Linked DNA regions of Macaca mulatta: region 1 is linked to region 2. A link is a contact called in public Hi-C data. All regions are on one chromosome and are shown on one strand. The core of a region is the stretch at or near the end of the contact, and the rest is flanking DNA. Distances in the headings are between cores, read along the strand shown. Region 1 has its middle 150 kb from the start of ZNF217. Region 2 overlaps ZNF217 (zinc finger protein 217).

Evidence for each region. A called contact is a pair of places that touch in the nucleus more often than the background predicts.
Region 1: a Hi-C map of CD4 T cells shows a contact between it and region 2, with 2.8 times the contacts expected there. The contact joins two enhancer-like sites. A contact is called at or near these places in 2 of 14 Hi-C or Micro-C datasets (CD4 T cells and fetal cortex germinal zone).

The regions. Positions count from the first base shown.
Region 1 is chr10:106,591,341-106,595,978 of T2T-MMU8v2.0, reverse strand. No RefSeq gene overlaps it. Among named protein-coding and RNA genes, the nearest start is that of ZNF217, 150 kb to the right of the region's middle. Within about 2 kb of position 2,803, at least 30 of the 40 cell types and tissues checked have an H3K27ac peak or open chromatin away from gene starts, as enhancers often do. A contact at or near this core is called in CD4 T cells, where this site is marked.
Region 2 is chr10:106,410,343-106,415,264 of T2T-MMU8v2.0, reverse strand. It overlaps ZNF217 (zinc finger protein 217), which reads left to right. Exons shown (of 7, transcript XM_077952005.1): 3 at 1-324; 4 at 3,348-3,464; 5 at 4,783-4,922. Among named protein-coding and RNA genes, the nearest start is that of ZNF217, 29 kb to the left of the region's middle. Within about 2 kb of position 1,939, at least 7 of the 40 cell types and tissues checked have an H3K27ac peak or open chromatin away from gene starts, as enhancers often do. A contact at or near this core is called in CD4 T cells, where this site is marked.

The DNA.
Region 1 (4,638 bases), core at 1,554-4,053, 180 kb before region 2:
GCACACCCCTGGAATAAAAGGAGCCTACAATTGTCTAGAATTATTATCTGTCTGCAGAATCACATTGCCACCCACTCACAGGGATCTAGTACGGTTCTCTAAGACTAACAGCTGCACAACCAGCTCAGGTAATAAACAAAGCAAAAATAGTTAAGTTCCTGGCAAGACTTACAAATGCCTCTGGCGTGTACCTGATGACAAAGGCAAAATGAGTCCCTTCCCAAAAGTCTTAAGTAGGGATTTGGGGTGAATTGTGCTTAAGTAAGCCTCCTCTCTGGATTTTTTATTGAGCTCATCGAGATTTTTTTCCATAACTTTTAGTACAAGATGAATCCTGGAGGAGATGCTTGAATAGAACTTGCTAGGAGCTATATTTGCCTTCACTGAAAAGGTTGCGCAAAACAGACTAGGAATCCTGAACTCTCTGACCAGTTGTTTACATGCATGAGTTAGCCTTTTATGCATTTTCTCCTGCATCTATAACACAAAGATTGTTTACTCTTACAACCTCCCGGTTGCTAAGAGAATCAAATAAGAAATAATATGGTAATAGTCCTTTGAAAAGGACAGTAACAAAGCCTAACGTTTCGATCAAGCTTTCAAAGGACCTTTATTTTATTTGATATATCGAAACAAAATGTTTTTTGCTTGATCCTCATTTAATACGGGCAGATTCTAAAAGGTGATGGCACACAGACTGTTTCTAACACAATTCTGTAGCCTGAAAGCCCCAGGGACACTGATGAACTTTTGCCAACAAGAAGAGTATCCTATAAAGTTAAAAATCCCAAACTTAAGAAAATCATTTACCCCTTGACAAGTCTTAATCAAAATCTGCCCGTGCTGGTCATTTATTCTTTCAGTGCATGTGATTGAGATTCCAGTAATTAAGTACATTGTTTTCCTAAGAGAAGCCTGTAAGAAAAGCCTGTTTCAGGTTCATAACCAGGAAAGCTTCTCAACCCGAGGCGTTGCCGGCAGCCACCATTTGTTGAATTACTGGTGTCTCTGCAAGTGGAGATGAGGCAGAAGGGGGGCGCCTGTTCCCAGCTTTACCTGCCATCACCACCTTCCTTGAGCTCTTCTTTCTCTTCCTATTTTCTACTTAACCCGATTTATAAGGAATAAGTTAAACGAAAGTAACAAGCAAGGTAGTGAAACTTCACTTAAAAGCCAGAATGCAACCTGATTGGTTTACAATAGATTAACCAAAGACCCCAATTTTTTTGTACACAGTCTCAAGCATCCTCAAGGGCCTAGTGCATCTCTCTTAGGCTCTGGAAGAGGCTGGTTTTTTTTTTTATTTTTATTTATTTTTATTTATTTATTTTTTTTCTGAGACGGAGTCTCGCTCTGTCGCCCAGGCTGGAGTGCAGTGGCCGGATCTCAGCTCACTGCAAGCTCCGCCTCCCGGGTTCACGCCATTCTCCTGCCTCAGCCTCCCGAGTAGCTGGGACTATAGGCGCCCGCCACCTCGCCCGGCTAGTTTTTTTGTATTTTTTTAGTAGAGACGGGGTTTCACCGTGTTAGCCAGGATGGTCTCGATCTCCTGACCTCGTGATCCGCCCGTCTCGGCCTCCCAAAGTGCTGGGATTACAGGCGTGAGCCACCGCGCCCGGCCGAGGCTGGTTTTTAAACAGGATTTTTTTTCTTTAATATTTAAAGATATTGTTTTATGCCTTCATCTAGTATGATGTGTATTTTAAAGAATAGAATGTAAACAACATTAGTCATTTGGACATTTCCTATGCTTTAAACACACACACACACACACACACATATATACACAAACCACCACAACAGTAAGCATAAAAGAAGAGTTAATAACTTTAAACGGAGGTCGAGAGAAAGAATCAAACATTTATTTGTTGTTCAACAGGGAAATTTCAATAACTACTTTACAGAATCTACCTTGTTCCGGGCGGGGTTAGAATCCCAGATCAGCTTCCAAACATGATTTCACAAGGAATGCCTTGAACCAGGAAGCTCTTTCGTGTTCTGAAGCCTCCTGATTCTTAGAAATTAAAGTGCTTTCTGTTTATTATGTAGTTGTTGCCTGGGTGTTTGCTTTTGCCAGTTGACTTTATTTATTTTTATTTTAGATTACAGAAGTGAAGGAAAAACACTGTAGTATATATGACTGAAAATAGAAACTCACAAACTCACCCTTCTCTCTGTCTGACACGGCTTTCCCCACCCCCACCCCGTTTTTGATTTACTTCCTGTGTTAATGGTAAGAGAGTATTCTTCTTGTCCTTTTTAAATATTTTTACACATCTGCACACACACACGTACAGATATATGTCCTTTTTTAAAACATGGAGGAAATCATACACTATTCACCTTTCTACAACTGTGTTTCAATCAACAATATTGCTTGACGGTCTGTCCTTGGCCAAACATATAGCCTATCTCATTCCTGAGGCTTTTTTGAAGACTTTTGCACACTTAAAACCACGTTGATTTTCCACTGCCTTCTAGAGGCAACCTCACCTCCTCTCAAGGAAGCTTTCAAGCACGCAAAGCAGGCTCACTTCCCCTCTTGACTGGAGGAAATTAGGCCTTCACGCTTTCAGAAATAGCATCACTGTACCCCATTACCCTATTCTGGTCTAAGTACCCAACAGACAAATTATCCTTTTCCTGTTAGCTGTGACTGTGAGTTTTCAGGACCGGAGCAGTTCCTAAAGTCAGAGAGAGAGAACGGTAATCATTTTTTACACGGAGTGTGTCTTGATGGAGACAGAGGTTTAACCACAATGACAAACTGCTCAGCACAGCCCTGCCTAGCTGGAAAAGCATCTGTTTTCACTCCCTCGCCTGGTTACTAGTGGGTTCTCTTGCCTCATTCATAAAGATGAGATCGCTGAAACAACAGGCAGCCACAAAGCTCCAGGAAATATAACAGCATGCAGCTCCTCTCCGAGGTGTGAGTCTGTGTGTGTGGTGTGGGTCCATGCATGTTTTGCATGCACACTTGCAGCTGCAGCACGGGGCTTAGAAAGATGTTCTGCCAGAGAAAGACAGGAATTTCCCTAGCAGCAGGCAAAACAGCCCAGGAGTTGGAACAAGGCCCAGTCAGCCTCCTTTACTCCTTCGTTCATGCAGTTAATAAGCATCAGTCTACCTCTCTTAAGAGAGTCTAGTGGTTAGAGACTCAACTCAGGGATCCAATCCCTGGATTCCAGTCCAGGCACTGCCGCTCACCGGCACTGATATTTAGTCTCTCTATTCCTCAGCTTTAAAATGACGTAAAATATACATCCAAATCTCTCATCCAAACCCTTATAGCCCAATACACTTTGGAATTCTACACTTTTTATATTTTAGAAATGTGATGTGGTGCCTATATCTGATATTACACTGCACCACCAGCGGGGTTGGGGCAGCACTCCCTGTGCCATCTGATACATCAATATGTCCACAAAGAAACATACAAAGGTCTGGCTGGGCGCAGTGGCTCACGCCTGTAATCCCAGCACTTTGGGAGGCCAAGGCGGGCAGATCACAAGGTCAGGAGTTCGAGACCAGCCTGGCCAACATGGTGAAGCCCCATCTCTATTAAAAATACAAAACTTAGCCAGGCATGGTGGCGGGTGCCTATAATCCCAGCTACTCAGGAGGCTGAGGCAGGAGAATCGCTTGAATCCGGGAGGCAGAGGTTGCAGTGAACCGAGATTGTGCCATTGTACTCGAACCTGGGTGACAAGAGCAAGACTTCATCCCCCCCCAAAAAAAAGAAAAGAAACATACAAAGGTCACATTAAATGTGAGAAATATAGGCCGAGCTGGGATTACAGGCATGTAATATTTCTCACATTAAACATGGCGAAACCCCATCTCTACTAAAAATATAAAAATTAGCTGGGTGTGGTGACAGGTGCCTAAAATCCCAGCTACTTGAGAGGCTGAGACAGGAGAGTTGCTTGAACCCTGGAGGTGGAGGCTATAGTGAGCTGAGATCACACCACTGTACTCCAGCCTGGGTGACAAAGCAAGACTCTGTCTCAAAAAAAATAAAAATAAATAAAGATTATTAGTAGACATAGAGAGCTCAACAGAGTCTCCCTGACACCCCCAAAATTCATGTCTGCCCAGAACCTCAGAGTGGGACCTTCTTGGAGATAGGATTTTTGCAGATGTAATTGAGTAAGATGACATCATACAGGTTTGGGTGACCCTAAATCCCTCAGGAGGACTGGAAATCAATTTTTGACATTTTCAGTTTCTGTGGTGAAAAGCCAGCTCTGCTTCCTACCAAGAATAATAGGGGGGGGACTCCCCAAGTTTAACAAGCAAGTTCAGATGGCAGACCAAGGATAAGCGCCCCCTACAGTTGATGGGGACCCCTAATCTCAGAACTTTCTACTGGACACAGAAAAGCAAGAACTTGGATAACTGTTTTCTGTTTTTGTTTTTGCTTTTTTTTTTTTAATCTAATGCCGCTGACACTGGCCAAAGACCCTGTTTAAATACTTTTTCAACATTGTCATTTAAATGTAAGACTCAAACTGACAGGTGTCCTTAACATTCTAGAAAAGCCTTAGAAAAAAGATTCACCCATACCCCTGGAATATATTGTTTTGGTGTGGGTGGCACTATTGTATAGCTGTTATTTTCCCAGGCTCTGCCTCTGTC
Region 2 (4,922 bases), core at 690-3,189:
AGAAGTGCAGACACTCCAACGGTGACGCGCCCTCCGTGGACGCGGATCCCAAGTTACCCACCAGCAGCAAGGAGAAGCCCACGCACTGCTCCGAGTGCGGCAAAGCTTTCAGAACCTACCACCAGCTGGTCTTGCACTCGAGGGTCCACAAGAAGGACCGGAGGGCTGGCGCGGAGTCGCCCACCATGTCTGTGGACGGGAGGCAGCCGGGGACATGCTCTCCTGACCTCGCCACCCCTCTGGATGAAAATGGAGCCGTGGATCGAGGGGAAGGTGGTTCTGAAGACGGATCTGAGGATGGGCTTCCCGAAGGAATCCATCTGGGTAAGCTGCCCTGTCTCCCTCCCGTGCTGTTCCGCCTGTGTCTGTCTGTCTGTCTGTCTCCCCCTCTCTTCCCATCTCTAGACAACGCTGGCCAGGAATGGAATTTGGAGAGCCAGAGTCAAATCCAGGCTCTTTTTGGTATCACTCTGTGTAAGCCATTTAACTTCTCGGGGCCTTAATTTTCTCATTTCTGTAATAACAGGGTTGAGTTAAAAGGTCTCCTTGTTCTGAAAATCTTGTGTGTTTTTTTTTTTAAACGTTGAACGTTTTGCTCACAAAACATGGTGTTTTTTTTTTTTTTTTTTTAAATAACTTGTGCATCCAGTCCAAATGCACTGCTTCTTAACTGGGATGATTTGCTCCCAGTCAGTATCTGGCAATGTCTGGAGGCATTTTGGTTGTTATACTGTGTGTGGGGGTGTGTGCATGCACGTGTGCTTGTGTGCCTACTGGCATCCAGTGGGCAGAGGCCAGGGACACTGCTCAGTATGGTACAATGCACAGGACAGCCCCATCATCAAAGAATTATCTGGTCCCAAGTATCAATAGTTTCATCATTGAGAGACCCTAGCCTTCACGTAAGGTTTTCTGGTGTTCCTGATCTTATCTGTAGTGAATTTCCAGTGGTCATAAGAGGTACTGGGAGTGATGATCAACTAGAGCCAGGAATATTACTTGGGCAGCCATTTGGTGCTGTCCGAAACCCTATCCATTCTGTCTGGCAAGCTGGTATCCATTAATAGGTACTTCAAGAACCCAAATGATTTGTCATAAAATACAAGGAATGTGGGCACACCAAGACATTTTTAAGAAAGCTCATTTGCTCAGCAAAATTTTCAGTGTACTAACAGCATTTATAGAAACAGAAGGCGATCACTGAAGGCATGCTCACATAATATTCCTGAACCTTGGTGGGCGTTATCTAGGGCAGAGGATTCCACCTGTGTTTGGAGTTGTGCCCATCCTCATTGTAGCCAGAGCTTCTCCTATCAGAGTTTAATATTTTGTTTGAATAGAGGATCCTGCTGCTTCAAACAGTTGGAAAAGACCCCTGATGGGCAGGCCATAATTGACAAGTGAATGATGAGAACATGAATTGGTCTTGGGGAAGCCTTTATTAAAGTGGTCCTCGGTTCAAACAAGTTCCTCCTCCTCTCAGTGTAACTTGGCTGTGTGTGTGAATTCTTTGGAGAACTGTGTATATGAGACCCACGGTGAATTTGCCCACACAGTTGATCAGACTCGTCCTTCACCTGCTCTTCAGGCAGTGCCAGTTCCTTTTTTGATCATGTGATTGACATGAGAACTGTAGTCTGTGTATCACATCTTTAGAATGTTTTTGAGTTTCCTGGGACACAGGAAACCTAGCACTTAGCATACTACAAATCTGATGTCTTACTGGCATCATAAAAAGAGGCTTTAAACACAGACTCCAGTTAGCGAAGTGGTTTCTGCTAGTGCCGGTACTGTTGAAGGGGCCTTGTGAGATGCCCCAGTGCCCTGAAAGAAATGAAAAGACCGGTTACTGGTGGGTGGTGTGGAAAACATGGGCTAGATCATCAGGCAGGACCGAATGCCTGGCTGTGGGTGGAAGCACCACAGCTTGGCACTGAGTTCTCGTTCTACCACTGCATTGTTTTGTGACTAATTATGAGTTGCTTAACCTTTCTTTGCCACTGTTTCCCTGTTTGCAAAATGGTTCATTGACCCTTGTCTTCCACCTCCCAAGGACAATTTGAACAGCCTATTTGTAAAAAGATCACAGTCCTTTAAAAAATATAACTGTAAAGTCAGAGGTGATGCTTGAAAGAGCAGGAATCAGGTAGATGTGGAAATGTCACGTCCTTTGTTCTAAAGAAAAGGCATTTCATAGCTTTTTGGATATGACGCAACATACCATAAATCCTGACACATAGTTGGGAGTCGGAAATTGCAAGAACACCCAGTTATAAACCCAGCTAGTTTGGGTATGCTTGTAAGAAAAAAAAGCTGGCCATTCTGTTTTTGGGGAATTGATTTTCCTAAACTTATATTATCTTAGTAGTCTAGATTTATCATATTGTACTATCAACCTGGCTTTTTTTAAGATTTAAGAAGATCAGGTAAATTTTTTTAAGTCTTTCTTTAGACTATAGATCAAGGGTGTGTCTGTCTTACAGGTGGATAGTCATATGATCTACAGTAAGGGGACATTTATTTAAAAGTTAAACATTCATGTGTGTTGGGGGTGGTATTTTAACGGCGGCACCTCTCAGTCTTTTGGAGGGCCGGTGTGTGTCTGAAGTTCTGTCCTCCTTCGAGTGGACTTCACTGATGCACGTGAGACACATTGTCCTATTGTCCTGCAGAGACTGAAGCCAAACACTGTGTCATTTAGGCACAGGTTTTCATTCGTCAGATCTGTTTCGCCCACATGAGTGTTTGTGGACAATACAGCCTGCTTTCCAAAACTTTGCTAAATTTTGACAAACTTTCCTAGGTGCTTGCCCGATGCCAAACTTTCTTTTCTGTTGAAGATTAAGTTGTGCTTGCTGCCCTCTAGTGGTCACTTGTTTAATCTTACCCTTAAACGGCTTATTTTTCCCATGGTGGTTGGTGGTTTGTAATTGGCTCATTTTTCTAAATGATTCTGAAGAAGATCATTTTTCCCCCCAGTATGTGTGTCCACCTTCAGTTTGCCAGATCCTGCCTGCTCACAGAGATACTGAGAACCGGAAGCTGTCCGGGCAGTTCGGTCTATTAAATGATCTTTTTTGTGATTAAGGCAAACAAAGAACTGAATCTTTAATAGTGTACTCTGCTGTACCCAGAAAAAAAAAAACAAAACCACGTTACAACACTCTGAAACTTCAGACAACCTCAAAACAGCATTTGGTGTGTGTCTAGCCTTTTCTAACCCGATATTATATTAAAGAATTTTTTCATGCTTTCCAAAAATGTTTGTCAAGAACATTTAAGTCAGCATGCCTTATTCCCGTACTTCAGCTACCTTTTTATATAAATGTTTCTGTTTTTCCTTTAAGATAAAAATGATGATGGAGGAAAAATAAAGCATCTTACATCTTCAAGAGAGTGTAGTTATTGTGGAAAGTTTTTCCGTTCAAATTATTACCTCAATATTCATCTCAGAACGCATACAGGTAAAGAACTTTTATATTTTTAACCATGCTTTAGTTAAAAATGATGTAGTTATCTCTCTGATTTTTTGGTGGTGGTGTTCAGATACTCTTCCAGATCCTTGGACTAGCTTAAGGATAAATATGTAGCGTGTTGATTACAGCGGTTATTACTATTTTTTTAGTGCCATTGTAATTTGAGCCTGATGCAATCAGTCAAGTTTTTTGTCTTTTGAGATGGAGTCTTGCTCTGTCACCTAGGCTGGAGTGCAGTGGTGCAATCTCGGCTCACTGCAGCCTCCGCCTCCCTGGTTCAAGCAATACTTCTGCCTCAGTCTCCCCAGTAGCTGGGATTACAGGCGCCTGGCACCACACCCAGCTAATTTCTGTATTTTTAGTAGAGATGGGGTTTCACCATGCTGGCCAGGCTGGTTTCGAACTCCTGACCTCAAGTGATCCACCCACTGGGATTACAGGCGTGAGCCACCGTGCCTGGACAAAGTTCATTTGTTTAGTTTATGACTGCTATATCCTGACTCTCATCTTATTAAAACTACAATATTTTAAAATGCTGCATCTTATGTCTTTATGATTGAGAATGAAATGAGAATCTATTTAGTAGTCTTGAGATTGTGAAAGGAGCTATGACATCATGGTGTAGGAGGCTGCGTAGATTTGAAATTTCATCTCTTCCACTTACTATCTGTGCACCCTTGGGCAAGTTATTTAACCTTTTTGTGCTTTTAGTTTTCTTCACTGTAAAAGTGGAATAATACCTATTTCCCTAGGGCTGTTAGGAAGATTAAATGAGTTAGAAGTGTTGCTGTTAATTTTTCTACTGAAGATAAGTATTCACAATTTCACATATTCATTACAGTAAGGGTGATAAAGAACTGATGAGAAATACTAGGTGAGGCCGGGCGCGGTGGCTCAAGCCTGTAATCCCAGCACTTTGGGAGGCCGAGACGGGTGGATCACGAGGTCAGGAGATCGAGACTATCCTGGCTAACACGGTGAAACCCCGTCTCTACTAAAAAATACAAAAAACTAGCCGGGCGAGGTGGCGGGCGCCTGTAGTCCCAGCTACTCGGGAGGCTGAGGCAGGAGAATGGCGTGAACCCAGGAGGCGGAGCTTGCAGTGAGCTGAGATCCGGCCACTGCACTCCAGCCTGGGCGACAGAGCGAGACTCCGTCTCAAAAAAAAAAAAAAAAAAAATACTAGGTGATAGCAGATAGAGAAAGCAAATGGAGGAAAGAAGCCTGTTTTCTCAGTAAATAGCCCTTTGCTCTATTTCAGTGCTTTTCATACACTTCTCTAATAAAGTGCCGTTTCTTGCCTTAGGTGAAAAACCATACAAATGTGAATTTTGTGACTATGCTGCAGCCCAGAAGACGTCCCTGAGGTATCACTTGGAGAGACACCACAAGGAGAAACAAGCCGACGCTGCTGCTGAAGCCAAGAGCGATGGTAAAAATCAGGAC